3 separate regions of the Mus musculus genome follow, and all the other regions are linked to region 1. Evidence: chromatin contacts called from public ChIA-PET and HiChIP or PLAC-seq data. All regions are on one chromosome and are shown on one strand. Each heading gives the region's core, a stretch centred on a gene start, on an enhancer-like site or on the middle of the called end of the contact. The rest is flanking DNA. Distances are from core to core; before and after follow the strand shown. Region 1 holds the start of Hps6 (HPS6, biogenesis of lysosomal organelles complex 2 subunit 3). Region 2 overlaps Fbxw4 (F-box and WD-40 domain protein 4). Region 3 has its middle 4.0 kb from the start of Gm41856.

Region 1 (4,745 bases), core at 1,495-3,994:
CATACTACATACACCTGCATAGATGTGCACATACATTAAAAAAAAAACCAAGGCTAGAGAAATGGCTCAGTAGTTAAGAGTACTTGCTGCTGAGTTCCAGAGGCATGAATTCAGTTTCCAGCACTCACTATCAAATGGCTGACAACCACCGAAACTCCAGCTCCAGGGGAATATGATGTCCTCTTCTGGGGGGGTATGATATCTTCTTCTGGGCTCATTAAGCAGCTACACACATGTGGCATACACACATTCATACATTAAAATAAATTTTCAAGATTTTACTTTCTATACTTTCTATTTGTGTTGTGGCTGGCTGATTGTGCAGGCCCAAAGAGAGTGAATTCCTGTAGCTAGAGTTGTAAGCATTTGTGAGGGTACTGAGAGCCAACTCAAGTCCCCTTGAAAAACACAGTGTTCTCAATGGCTGAACCATCTCTTCAAAACCCCAAAATAAAAATTAATCTTAAAAAAAAAAGCATGCCCTCCCCAAACAGGGGAGCCTGACAAATCAATCAGTATTCGGGGAACAGGGTATGGCAGTTCATGCAGATACAGGAACGACAGTTTATAATTCCAGTGTTTGGGCAGCTGAGGCCGACGGATTGTCAAGGGTTCAAGGACAAGCCAGGCTACAGAGCTACAGAGTGAGAATTTGTGTCCCCCCCCAAAAAATATATATATAAACATATATATAAACATATATATATATATATAAACACACACACATATATACATATATATGTATATATATATATTGCTGAGGAAACACCTCAGTGCGTGAGTACGGACTTTCATCAGTGCTGCTGAACCTGATGTTGCTACTCCAGCTGGCGGTGTGAACCTGGGAGAGCCAGCCTGAAGCGTCCGTGAACTAAAGTTTTATGCCATAGCCAACTTCATTTCTCGCAGCAGACAGTTTTTACTCTAAGGGTTAAAAGGAGTCAACTAAGTAAAGTGTCCAGTCACAAGGACAAGCCGCATGTGGCAAAAACAAAAACATGTTTTTCCATAGAGGCGTAAAGACAACAATAGTCAGTTGTAATCAATAACATAAGTTAATTTACTCCTCTCTGATACAGCTGGGGAGGGTGCAGAGGTTATCTTGTTTATTGTTTATAGACTCGTTTATTCGGAGTTCTCCCACAAGGTCTCAGCTCCTCACAGCTTCATCCGTGAACCACGTTCCCACACCTGAGTTTGATTCCTGACACCTGTCTCAGTCACTCTTCTATTGCTGTGAAGAAATACCACAACCAGGGCAACTCTTTTTTTTTTTTTTTAAGATTTATTTATTTATTATATGTAAGTACACTGTAGCTGTCTTCAGACACTCCAGAAGAGGGAGTCAGATCTTGTTACAGATGGTTGTGAGCCACCATGTGGTTGCTGGAATTTGAACTTCAGACCTTCGGAAGAGCAGTCGGGTGCTCTTACCCACTGAGCCATCTCGCCAGCCCCAGGACAACTCTTATACAAGAAACCATTTAATGAGGGGCTTGCTTGCAGTTTCAGAGCATCAATCCATTATCATCATTGGCAGAGAGCACGGTGATGCACACGGCAGTGAAGCAGTAGCTAAGAGCTCCAGTCCCATCCACAGGCAGACGGGAACCTGGACCTGGCATGGGGGGTTGAAATCGCAAAGCTCACTGCCAGTGACACACTTCCTCCAAGGAGGCCACACATAACTAATCCCAGTTCTTCTCAGAGAGTGCCACTCTCTGATGACTAACTATTCAGATATATGCGTCTGTGGGAGACCATTCTTAGTCAAACCACCACAGGAACCACGTGGTACAAGGCAAGAACCAGCTCCGAAAGTTGTCCTCTGGCCTCTGAGTGGGTGTTGTGGCGTATGCCCATAATATTGCACGCACACAAACACAGACACACATAGATACACACACAAACACACACACATTCAATATAATTTAATTTAAATTTTTAATGAGGAAGGCAGTGAACAGGAACAAAGTAGAATAATATATATATGTGTAAAAATGCCAGCCATAGCTTGGTCAATAAAGTGCATACCTCAAAAGCTTAAGACGCTAATTCTATCCTCAATGCTTGGTATTGTGGTTCGAGTCTATAATCCCAGCGTGGGAGACTGAAGCAGGAGGATCTCCCGAGCTCATTGGCTGGCTAGCACAACCTAGTGGGTGAGAGGTCCTAGTGAAAGAAGTTCTCTCAAAACAGTGTAGAAGGTTGGCTTCTGAGGAAAGACACTGAGGCTGACCTCCAGCCTTCACAGGTGCACACAGGACTAAGAATATGGAGGAAGGGGATGCGATCATGAAATTCATTACTTTGTATGCTGACTTCAAATTTAAAACATATGTATAAAGACCAGGGATGGTAGTGATGAACTTTAATCACGGCACTTGGGAGGCAGAGACAGGAGAATCTCTGTGAATTTGTGGCCAGCCTGGTGAGCGGAGGGTTGTTAACCTTACAGTTTTTCCACTAAATTTCCAGGCGGTTGAGATTTGCTATTTGGTCAGGGCTGATACGGTGTCAGTACTCAACCACAAATAAGGTGAAAGAGCGAGGTTCAGAAAGAAGGGAGACGTTTTGAGACATTCTCACGGTGCCTAGGAAACTTGAATCCAGAGCGGGGACCCTTGGGTGCTGCGGATGCTCCTCCCTCGGACATCTTCCCGCAGCTCCGCCCCCGGCGCGCAGCGCTAGCGGGGCGTGCCCTGGGGCAATCCCGGACCTCGCCTGGCGGGGCGGGGCCGGGCGGAGTCGACGTTCAGTCCAGGGCTTGGCTCACCTCATTCACCAGGGACGGAAGTGTCAGCCCTGCACTCCCCCGGGTACCAGGACTAGCAGTCCGGCCTCGCCCCACTGGGCGATCAGGCCTTGGCTAGCTCCTGCGGCAGAGGCGTCATGAAGCGTGCAGGAACTCTGCGCCTGCTTTCGGATCTGAGCAACTTCACCGGCGCGGCCCGGCTCCGCGAGTTGTTGGCGGGGGACCCAGCTGTCCTAGTCCGCTGCAGCCCTGACGGCCGCCACTTGCTGCTATTAAGACCCCCCGGATCGCCCGCCCCACAGCTTCTAGTGGCTGTGCGTGGGCCCGGCCTGCCGCTGGAGCGTGCCTGGCCGGAGGGCGACCCCTCGCCGCTGGACGTCTTTTTCGTGCCGTGGCTGGCGCGACCCGCGCTGATCTTGGTATGGGAGAGTGGCCTAGCAGAGGTTTGGGGCGTGGGGATGGAGCCTGGATGGAAGCTACTTCAGAGCACTGAGCTGTGTCCGGATGGTGGAGCCCGCGTGATGGCCGTGGCCGCAACCCGAGGCCGCCTAGTTTGGTGCGAGGAGCGTCAGCCGGGTGTTAAGGACCAACCAGAGCAGCTTTCAACGGCCTTCAGCCACCGTGTGTGCTTCAAGACCCTGGAAACCAGCGGGGAGGCTGGCACCAAACTAGGCTGCACCCACATCCTGCTACACCATTGCCCCCTTTTTGGACTGATAGCCTCCCGCAAGGACCTCTTCCTGGTGCCTACTACCAACACTTGGTCTGGTGTGGCCCACCTTCTGCTCATCTGGAGCCCAAGCAAGGGGAAGGTAATAGTTGCTGCTCCATCTCTTGGTCTTTCACACAGTAAAAGCCTGAATCCCAAACAAGGGGACACTTGGGACTTCCGGACCCTGCTGCGAGGCCTTCCTGGATTCCTGTCCCCCAGGGAGCCACTGGCTGTACACACTTGGGCCCCATCTTCGCAGGGCTTGTTGTTGCTTGACTTGAAAGGGAAGGTGAGCCTAGTGCAGTGCCATGGTGGTACTCGAACCGTGGGAATCCTGCAGGAGGCCCCTGTAAGCCTAAAAGGGTCTGCAGCCCTGGGGACATTTCACGGCACTTTAGCCTGTGTCCTGGGCTCCACCTTGGAACTACTGGACATGAGCAGTGGGCGGCTGTTGGAAAAAAAGGTTCTCAGTACAGACAGAGTACATTTGCTGGAGCCTCCAGCCCCGGGCATGAAGAACGAGGAAGAGCTGGAGACCCGAGGAGCCCTACGATTGCTTTCAGCCTTGGGTCTCTTTTGTGTGTGTTGGGAAACTCCCCAAGGCCTTGAGCTGCCTTCAGACAAGGACCTGGTGTTTGAGGAGGCCTGTGGGTACTACCAGCGTCGGAGCCTTCGAGGTACCCAGCTTACCCCAGAAGAACTGAGACACAACAGCATGTTTCGGGCACCTCAGGCCCTGGCCTCCATCCTCCAGGGCCACCTGCCCCCGTCTACACTCCTGACAACCCTGAGGGCTGAGCTCCGGGATTATCGTAGTATAGAACAGCTCAAGGCCCAGCTGGTGGCTGGGGACGATGAGGAGGCTGGCTGGACTGAGTTAGCGGAGCACGAGGTGGCCCGCCTGCTGAGAACCCAGTTGACAGGAGACCAGCTGGCCCAATTCAACACCATTTTCCAAGCCCTTCCTACAGCAGCTTGGGGTGCCACCCTCCAGGCACTGCAGCTCCAGCCAGATAGGAGTGGCAGGCTGAGGTCCCAAGCACCCCCGGATGTATGGAAGAAGGTCCTAAGGGCTCCAACAGCTGGAAAGGAACATCCCAATGGAATACTGCCGCCCTTTGAACTCCTGTGTCAGTGCCTGGGCCAGCTCGAGCCTCAGTGGCTCCCCCCATTTGTGAAACTGGCACAGCAGCAGGGTGGCCCCGGCTGGGGGGCTGAAGGCCCCAGTCTGCCCCTTTACCGCCGAGCCCTGGCAGTGCTAGGTGAGGAAGGGAAGAG
Region 2 (4,562 bases), core at 966-3,465, 370 kb before region 1:
CCGTCAAATTGAAGAATTAATGACGTGGCTAATCGGCTCTAATTCTTAGGAAGAAAGAAATTGAAAGGGAGTTGTGGAAGAGAGCAAGAGGAGAGCTACAGGCTCCATGAAGTGAGGAGAAAGAGGCTGAAGGGGGCTGAGCAAAAGGGGCACCAACCTGTTTATAAAAACAAGTGACTGAGGTGGTGGAGGTGGTGGCCCTCTAACTTTCCCAATTCCACTCAGGTGGGATGAGAGAGGCATCAGGAAAGAGCAGGAAGACAGACTCTACTAACTTCTAAGATAGTTCAAGTATAGAAAAGTCTCTAAATGCCCCTGGAAGGAGAGAGGCCTCCTTGGTTCAGGATAGCCCAGACAGGAGCTGGAGCGATGCCTCATCAGCTAAGAGCACTGACTGAACTTCTAAAGGACCTAGGTTTGATCCCCAGCAGCCACATGGTGGCTATAGCCATCTGAGCTCCAGTCCCAACACCCCCTGGTGGCCTCTAGGGACAGTGTATATATGTGATGCACAGATGTGTGTGTGTGTGTGTGTGTGTACATACATACAAAACACCCATACACACAAAGCAATAGAAAATCTTTTAAAAGCCTGGATACAAAGCACACGATGCACTGAACGACACTGTCTACATGAAACTCAACAGTAGGTACAGTGACTATATGCCAATAAAATGTTTTTTAATAACAATTAATAGCCAAAAAGCAGCAATTTTTCAATACAGGACTTCTTTGTGTAGCTCTGGCTGTCCTGGAACTGCAGACGAGGATGGCCTCAAACTCACAGAGATCTGCCTGCTGCTGCCTCCTGAGTGCAGGGATCAAAGGTGTGCACCACTTACTACCTGGCCAGTTTTACTTTTTATTTTTATTTTGCATACTTTGCTTTGTTTTTGAGTCAGGGTCTTACTCTGTGTCCTAGGCTGGCTGATGCTTATAGCCCAAACTGGCCTTAAATACATGGGTAATGTTTCCTGCCTCAGCCTCCCAGGTACAGGGATTACAGGCATGAGCCAACACACCTGGCTAGTTAAAGCAGAAGAAATAACTGCATTTTGGCGTAATCCTGGCCATTGGGAAGCTGAGGCAGGAAGCTCTAGCTCACGGCCAGTCTGGGCTGTATAATCAGTTCTGGACAAGCCCTAGCTACACAGCAAGACTTATTTTGATTCTGGTTTTAGGGGTTTGTTTGTTTGTTTGTTTGTTTGTTTGTTTTAAAGAGTTGTGGACTGGAGAGATGGGGAGAGATGCTCTTCCAGAGAACCTGTGTTTGATTCTTGACACCCACACAGTGGCTCAAAACCATCTGTAGCTACAGTTCCAGATTCAGCACCCTCTCTGGTCTCCAGAGAACCAGGCGCATGAACAGGAGCATGCACGGCGAACTACCACAGACATCAAATAATAAAACTGAGCTGCCCTTCCACAAAGTTGCCACTGTTTCTGCTCCTCTCCATATATGGATGCGGCCCAGTTGGCAGACCCCAAACCTCTCCTCCTCTCCTGATACCCAGAGCCTGTAAGGGATACACCAGAAGACATTTTCAGGGAACAAAGCAGAAGTGAGTCACAACAGCAGGCTAGCTGCTGTCCTTGCCTCTCAGGTATACTGAGAAGCCTCTGCGTTGGAGCAACCCCAGAGGACATCTGCTCCAGAAAGGTAACACTGCCCTTAGCTATAGCCAGTATGTAGCTTTCTCTTAACATTTCTGGTCAGATGCTTAGGAAAGGTTATCGCAATTCCAAAGTATAGTGAAAGACCCAAAGACTTAAAGTCTCTGGAGAATGTTTAAATCCCCAGGAGAGTGGTTCATAGCAACCTAGAATACACTAGTGAAAAAACTTCTAGCTTATCTGACCTAATAAAATGAAACCATTCTTGAATGAGATAAAAACCAAACACGTCTCCCTTACCTGAGTAATGGGCTGATAGCAATGGACCAGACTCGGTCTTCGGTCTGGATGGTGTGTAAGCACTGCCCCAGCCGGCCCGAGGCCAGAGGCCATACCTGGAAACAGGAGAGGAAATGCGCTTGTTGGCATTGCCTGGGCTGAGGAGGAAGAAGCCAACACCATGTGGGAAGAGTGAGACTGAGGAACTGGGGAACAGAGAATCCTTTCTGTCCTGAAGACAGAGAGAGCCAGGGTCTGAGCAGAGGGGCCTCTTCAGCTTCTCGTTCAGCTGCCACAGAGACGGGCCTTACTTCCTGCCCCAACCACCAACCTTTACCCTGCGAGTCCCTCTTCCTCCCAGGCTATGAGAGGTTACAGAGCCCTGCGTGAGATTCAACTGAGGAAATGCAGATGGAAGCCTCCTGCCTCTCTCAGAAACTTCCTTGTTTGTGACTCTTCCCTTCTCCTATCTTTCACCAAAACTTTACTTTAGGCACATAGAGAGCTGCGGGAAGACCAAGGCACAGTGTGGGGGGGAGACATGTATACTATTAGAGGAGTAAGAAGAAAACTGCAAAACAAGGAGAGAATGGGAACAAGACTTCAAAGTGAGAGGGGGTGTTGCTGTTTGTTTGTTCATAATGCCCAGGATCCAAAGGTATTCGCGTCAGCAGGGAATTTTAGCACCTAGTGTCACCTAAAGTAGCAGAAAAGCTTAACTCTTTTAAGCTTCCATATCTCCACAGGTTAAAAATATTGCTTGGAGCCCACTATCTGGGCCCTATCAGTCAGGAATGCACATTAGCAGGCACTCTGGGCTTAACTCTAATCAACACTCCCGAGCCTCTCAGCACTCAGTGCATTTAGAAATCTCCCATTAACACAAGGCTCCCCCGCACCTCACCCTACCCCAGATGACACACACACAGGGACATAAGCCTCTAACCAAACAGAAGGGAAACCTCCAATGTACAGGGCTCTCCCCAGAGCAGCCACAGAGGGATCCCTCGGCAGCTAGAGGGATCAGTGACCTCTCAAGGTCCCTGCAGAGCTATAAGGGGAACACACCACACTCAGGCAGGACCTTAGATGGAAGAACTTAAGGAAACATTCCTTCAGTGTAAGGGGCAGTGATGGAATGGGGGTGGTCTTGCCTTCTTAGGATCACATGGTATCTCTTCCCTATAAAAGGAGAGAGTGTTTCTCAGAGTTTGTGGGTATGATGCAGTGGGGGTGGGGTAAGAGTAGGGGGAACTTTCCCCAAAACTAAGAAAAGAAATTTAACGAGAATATTCTGGATGAGAAGGGAACCAAAAAAAAAAAAAAAAAAAACAACAACAACAACAACAACAAAAAACCACCAACGAGGGCACATATCTCAGTATTTCCTGTAAGCCCAGGATTCTAGCATCTGCCTTGCCCTTAGCAGCCAAACCCTTTGGTAATAACTAGATGCCCTTCTGGTTTCTTCCTTTAGACTGCCCAGCTTGGAAGAGACCTTTGCCTTTTCTGAACTCCCTCAGAGTCAGGTTCGTGCTTGTGTGGTGAAGAGGGCCCTCCTGATTTACATAATCTCCAGGACAGCCTAAACATGTGTTCTAGTAGCTTCTGTGGAGACGGCTGGTAGTAACTGAGAGCCCTCAAACTACAGATTAATGTTCCTGATCTTCAGGAGTGAATCAGGAAGTACACTGCCAATTCCAAGCATCAGTTAGGAGTGGCAGCCTGTCTCTGTAGCACAGCATCCTGTGGCAACAAGAGTGTCCTGGCACCTGAGCGACAGGAGTTGACATAATAAACATGTGGTCAGATCTTTACTATCAGTGAAACGGACCCATCCCAGAAAACACTCAGCGAACATACACATTTATACAGCCCTTTTAGAAGGCAAACCAGAGAGAGGTGGCAAGGCGTTCCTGTCATGATCTTTGACTCAGGAACTCTAAGTATGAGAATTCATTTAAAAAAGATCCTAAAACAAAACCCAAGGGATAAGATATTTGTGGAAACCTGTTATTGCAGAACAAGCGTGTTGTCTTGGAGTCTGGCTCGTCTGGGTTTGAACCCTACCTGAGACTTACTGAATTTGCTTAGAGATGTTGCCTAACTTCTTGGTCTCAGTTTCAGCGCATTGAATGGGGGCCATGCCTATGTCTCAGGACCATGGTATAAAAAAGGGAGGGTAACTAACCAAGAAGTAGCACAGCCAATGCACAGAATGGAGCAGACTTAAGAAAGGATTCTTATTCCCAGGTTCTTGTATTCCGGAATAAACCAGATGCAAACATCCATCTACTAGAGAAAACTAAGTTCCTTTTGAAGCCACTGAAGATGACACGAGGGCTGGAGATACAGCTCATTTGGTAGAGTATTTGCCTAGCATGCACACAACACTGGGTTTGATCTCTAGCATCACATAGATTGGGTGTGGTAGCACACAGGTAATCCCAGCATTCAACAGGTGAGGTAAGAGCAGAAGTTTAAGGTGACTCTTAAACTACATAGTAACTTCAAGGACAACTATTCAAATAGAAATAACAAAAAAGGTTGTAAGAAAAAGAAAAAAAGGTTATAGAGAAGATACCACAGAGTATACTGTATATCCAAAATATATTACAATTATGCAAAGGAAGGTATTTACCCAATAAGATAAAATAAGAAAATGAATA
Region 3 (4,601 bases), core at 720-3,219, 450 kb before region 1:
GAGACTGCATATCCACATGTAGGGCTGAGCTAAGTAGGGCTTGGTAAAACTGCTGAAATAAACCAGGTGTGTGGCACAGGTAGCTCAGGGCCCTTCCCCAAGTCTCCTTTTATAGCTTGCTCAGTATTAACTGGTCTTTCCAGCTTTCTAACAAGTCCCATGGGACCCCAAACTTCTTTTTTCTTGGTATCCATGTCCCATGAATAAATTTTTGAAATGCCATTTTGGGAAGGAGAGACACGCTTTTTTTGGGAAGGGTGCCACACAATCAGACCACTCTGCTTGCTCATGTCTGTGTGCTGGAAGTTTCTGCAGAAGCTGTCTGCACGGGTATAACTCTTGGTTAGTGCTCACAGCGACTCCATCCAGGTTCCAGGCTCCACAGATGCACACGCCACACACTGAAGTGCTTACAAGGATCTGATTCCATGATCAGCCGCAGAAGAGACGGAAGAGTCTGGAAACTGGGAGCAATTATTGCCCTGGGAAATCTGGAGGGCAGGGAGCTGTGTGAGTGGAGTCTCCACACCTCCCCCAGCTTCACCATTACAGGAGCTTCCTAAGGCTCCCCTAGGCTTTGTGCATCTCCTCTAACTGCTACACAGTACACGTTCACACTCTTGGCCCTTTCCAACAGCCGTGGTGCAGGGCAGAAACTCAGGTCAGGTTGCCTGAGCTCGCTACTTAGGGCCCCACAGGCTGGATTGAGAGTCCTGGTTATCCTGGGATCCCAGTAGGGCTCTAAAGAAAAAGTCCTCGCATGCCCACGTTTGTGGCTGGCAGCATCCGTTCCTGATGGCTGTGGGGACTGTTTCTTGCATCAGCACCACTGCTCCTTGAGGCCCCCAGAGTTCCTGCTCATGCTTCAGATCTCTCGTCCACCGCCCTTCCACCTGCCACCAACCAGAGGCAGCTCTCCTTTTAAGGGGCTTGTATGGTTAGATAATGTCCCCTTTGCTATGTAATACAATATAACCCCAGGGGCTAGAGAGACAGCTCAGCAGTTAAGAGCACTGGTTTCTCTTCCAGGGGATCCAGGTTCAGTTCCCAACACCCACATGGCAGCTCACAAATGTACATAAAAATAAAATCATTTAAACACACACACACAAGCCGGGCGTGGGGGCGCACGCCTTTAACCCCAGCACTTGGGAGACAGAGGCAGGTGGATTTCTGAGTTTGAGGCCAGTCTGGTCTACAAAGTGAGTTCCAGGACAGCCAGGGCTATACAGAGAAACCCTGTCTCGAAAAACCAAAAATCAAAACACACACACACACACACACACACACAGAGAGAGAGAGAGAGAGAGAGAGAGAGAGAGAGAGAGCTCACACCCTAGAGCAGAATGCTCTGCCCACTCTCTAAAGGCCAGGTCCCTAGGGACCATGCTCACCACTCCCAGCCTCTCAGGTATACACATCCTTCTGTCCCTAGTTCCAGACCTCCCAATCTATGTGGAGCACTGGACCAATCACTGTTCATGTCTGATCATCAGTTTCTGCATAAAATTGGCAGGCCTTGTGCCTAACAGAACAGGATGTGAGCAGCAGAGGGGACTGTGCTCCTTTAGACTGGAGCCTCCACCCAGGGAGGTGCAGGATGGGGGACCTCCTAGTGAGACTCCACCCACAGCCCAGCCCAGCCCAGCCCAGCACAGCCCAGCACAGCACAGCCCAGCCCAGCATAGCCCAGCCCAGCACAGCCCAGCACAGCCCAGCCCAGCATAGCCCAGCCCAGCATAGCCCAGCCCAGCATAGCCCAGCCCAGCCCAGCATAGCCCAGCCCAGCCCAGCATAGCCCAGCCCAGCCCAGCCCAGTCCAGCCCAGCCCAGCCCAGTCCAGCCCAGCCCAGCCCAGCCCAGCCCAGTCCAGTCCAGCCCAGTCCAGTCCAGCCCAGTCTAGCCCAGCACAGCCCTGCACAAGTGTCCGTGTGTTGTTTCCAGACATCCTGATAACTGTACTGAGAGAGAGTGGTCAGAGACCCATGGTACCCACAGGAACCCTCGGACCTGGCAAGGTGGCTCATCTCTAGCTGAGGGAGTGCAGTGGGACAAGGATCAGAGGGTGACCAACTCTGTTTCAGTCTCACCTCCTCAGCTTACCCTGTCTGCCCGTGTGGCTCAGCCTCCGGGTCTCTAGCAGCCTTCCTGTCCTTCTAACCCAGCCCTGGCTAGCCACTTGTAGTTAATGTCAGCTTCCTGAGGCCTGTGAGTTCCTATCAGTCTTGGGAGCCCCCTCCTCCCCAAGGAACACAACCCCATCTTTCTCCCAGGCTCCCTCCTGCTCTCCCCAAGGGCCAATTTTAGTGCAGTACACAAGCTTCGCTTTGGGGGTCATCTCCCAACCAAGGCAGAGGGGCTGGAAGAAGACCATCCTGACTCCATCCAAGCGCGGGAGCTGGGTAAGAGGTGGGGAAATGAATATTAATTTATCATGATTAGGCAAATCCGGCAGGGAGAGCCGATTCAGGCGGAGGAGGCTAAAAAGATGAATTTCAGCAATAAAATTAAATAAGGACGGACGGGCGGCCCCTCCTCCCTCCCGCTTTGCTGATCTCTCTCTTTCTTACAATTTATGAGGCCAATTATGAAGATGGGGTTGGAAGTTCCTGGAACTTCACTAAATGCAAACGGCGGTCCCTGCTGTTCCCATCAAATTAATTAACCGCGCGCTATTGATGGCCGCTCAAGGCTGACGCAAGCGGTCCGCCCTGCGGTCTCCACCATGGACACAGGGACCCAGAGCTCCGAGTCCAGTCAGGACTCCCCTACCTTTCTAGTCCCTGACCAGCACAACCAGGGTCCCCTGACAAGCCCACACACCTGCCTGAGCCCCTGGTGACATGGGGACTGTACCCAGAGGCTAGCTAGAGACACTGGTACTCACACCACAGCTACAGGGCCCAGAAATGTGTGGTAGGCACACAAACAAGGGACACCGGGTGCATACCCAGGGAACCTGCACTCATACAGTGATGGCTGGGTCGCAGCTCCTGGAGCAGGCAAGGAAGGGCACTGTCTGAGGTGACAGGCTTATCCTGTCAGGGCCAGGCCTGGGTCTAGCAGGTTCTACACAGAGACTCCACAGCCATTGGAGAAGAGATAGTTTATCAGTTCAGGCCCATCTTCTGGTGGCTTTCTCGGGGTCCTTTCAAGCAGCTCATCGTCCCCGGGGGCATCTCCTTGTCTTGGGGCCCAGGGCCTTCCTCAGGGAGGCTCTTCCACGGGGATCAGAGCTGAGGAGGAAGGATGTCGCAGATGAGACCTGGTCCAAAGTCTCAGACTACTTTTCTCTTGGGGCCTTAGCTAGGAGCCTCTCTCTCCAGTTCCAGAGCTTGGGTTCCAGAGCTTGGAAGCAGGGCTGCCCAGGGACTCGGAGATTCTGGGAAAATGGCTGGCTGGTTCTGACTGGAGGGCAGAGTGGACACAGAATCACACCGGTGCCAACTCTAGGCTTAGGCAGCTGCTTTCTGTTTGCAGCCTGGAACCACAGCTGTAGCTTCTCCCCAGCTTCCTCTCAGAAAACAGGAATATGTCCCTCCCCTGCCGTGAAGAGGGGAAGGCCACAGCTTCCAAGTTGTTCCCCTTGGTGCTGGCAAGAGGGGTCCCATTCCTACCAAAGGGCCAGAAATCCCATGATTCTGGAGAAGCTGGGCACAACAGACCCTGCCCACCCTGGCATGCCCCCTCTGGCTGTGGGCTGTGGATGTCTGTTATATGCTTGTGCCTGCTCTGTTCTGGCAGCCAGACTCCCAGTACAAGCTTGGTTCATAGTAAGGTTATGGCCACGACACACATTGTCACCCCAGGCCCTGGATAAACACAAGGGCTGGAAGGGCTGGGTCATAGCCACCCAAAGAGCACTTGTGTGCTAGGCACAAAGTGTCAAAGAGCAGCTGAAGAGAGACCCACAGCAGCCCAAAAGGGGGCTGGGGTCTCCCTTTCCCACAGTGACAAGTCATAGGTCTGACTTGTGGCAGGGCCCACTCACCCATGTAGAGTGAGAGACACATATGGTACTAGTACTCCCCTGTTGTAGGAAAATAATTGTAGAATCGGAGGCTTAAAAGAACCAGACATGGGCTAGAGAGATGGCTCAGTGGTTAAGAGCACTGACTGCTCTTCCACCAGTACTAAGTTCAATTCCTAGCAACCACATGGTGACTCACAACCATCTGTAATGGGATCTGATGCCCTCTTCTGGTGTGTCTGAAGACAGCTATAGTGCACTCATAAAATAAATAAATCAATCTTTTAAAAAAAAAAAAAAGAACCAGAAGCTAAAGTGGGCAGTGATGGCGCACACCTTTAATTCCAGCACTCTGGAGGTAGAGGCAACCTCTGAGTTTGAGGTTATCCTGGTCTACAGAAACAGTTCTGGCACAGCCAAGAACTATACAGAGAAACCCTGTCTTGAAAAGCAAGCAAGCAAACAAACAAACAGACACAACAACAAAACCCAAACAAACAAAAAGGAGCCACTCTATGCAGAAATGAAAGTCCACAGAAAGAAAGGCCCCTCACGGAGCTTTGGATCCTTGGACGCGGCTTGTTCACGATTGGTCATTTTTCCCAGCATGACCTATGCAGGGGAGGTCCTC

Evidence for each region. ChIA-PET counts read pairs in DNA pulled down with a chosen protein or histone mark. HiChIP or PLAC-seq counts read pairs in DNA pulled down with a chosen protein or histone mark.
Region 2: an RNA polymerase II ChIA-PET map of memory CD8 T cells shows a contact between it and region 1, with 8 read pairs. The contact joins the enhancer-like site here to the promoter of Hps6 in region 1. A contact is called at or near these places in 4 of 39 promoter capture datasets (hippocampal neurons, liver, pre-B cells and 1 more) and 3 of 115 datasets of contacts at active chromatin or transcription factors (bone marrow-derived macrophages, memory CD8 T cells and stem cell-derived neural progenitor cells).
Region 3: a FOXA1 HiChIP or PLAC-seq map of pancreatic cancer cells shows a contact between it and region 1. The contact joins the enhancer-like site here to the promoter of Hps6 in region 1. A contact is called at or near these places in 3 of 39 promoter capture datasets (the C10 cell line, hippocampal neurons and pre-B cells), 1 of 15 datasets of contacts at CTCF or cohesin (embryonic stem cells), 2 of 484 Hi-C or Micro-C datasets (B cells and embryonic stem cells), 6 of 115 datasets of contacts at active chromatin or transcription factors (bone marrow-derived macrophages, embryonic stem cells, memory CD8 T cells and 2 more) and 3 of 9 other capture datasets (adipose tissue, embryonic stem cells and liver).

Annotation. Positions count from the first base shown.
Region 1 is chr19:46,000,734-46,005,478 of GRCm38.p6, forward strand. Hps6 (HPS6, biogenesis of lysosomal organelles complex 2 subunit 3) reads left to right here and starts at 2,745. Exons shown (of 1, transcript NM_176785.3): 1 at 2,745-4,745. The coding sequence starts at 2,893. The region is part of intron 1 of 4930505N22Rik (RIKEN cDNA 4930505N22 gene); the gene reads left to right.
Region 2 is chr19:45,628,951-45,633,512 of GRCm38.p6, forward strand. It overlaps Fbxw4 (F-box and WD-40 domain protein 4), which reads right to left. Exons shown (of 9, transcript NM_013907.2): 5 at 1,915-2,009. Among named protein-coding and RNA genes, the nearest start is that of Fbxw4, 29 kb to the right of the region's middle. Within about 2 kb of position 2,216, at least 78 of the 459 cell types and tissues checked have an H3K27ac peak or open chromatin away from gene starts, as enhancers often do. A contact at or near this core is called in bone marrow-derived macrophages, memory CD8 T cells and pre-B cells, where this site is marked.
Region 3 is chr19:45,546,717-45,551,317 of GRCm38.p6, forward strand. No RefSeq gene overlaps it. Among named protein-coding and RNA genes, the nearest start is that of Gm41856, 4.0 kb to the left of the region's middle. Within about 2 kb of position 1,970, at least 35 of the 459 cell types and tissues checked have an H3K27ac peak or open chromatin away from gene starts, as enhancers often do. A contact at or near this core is called in pancreatic cancer cells, where this site is marked.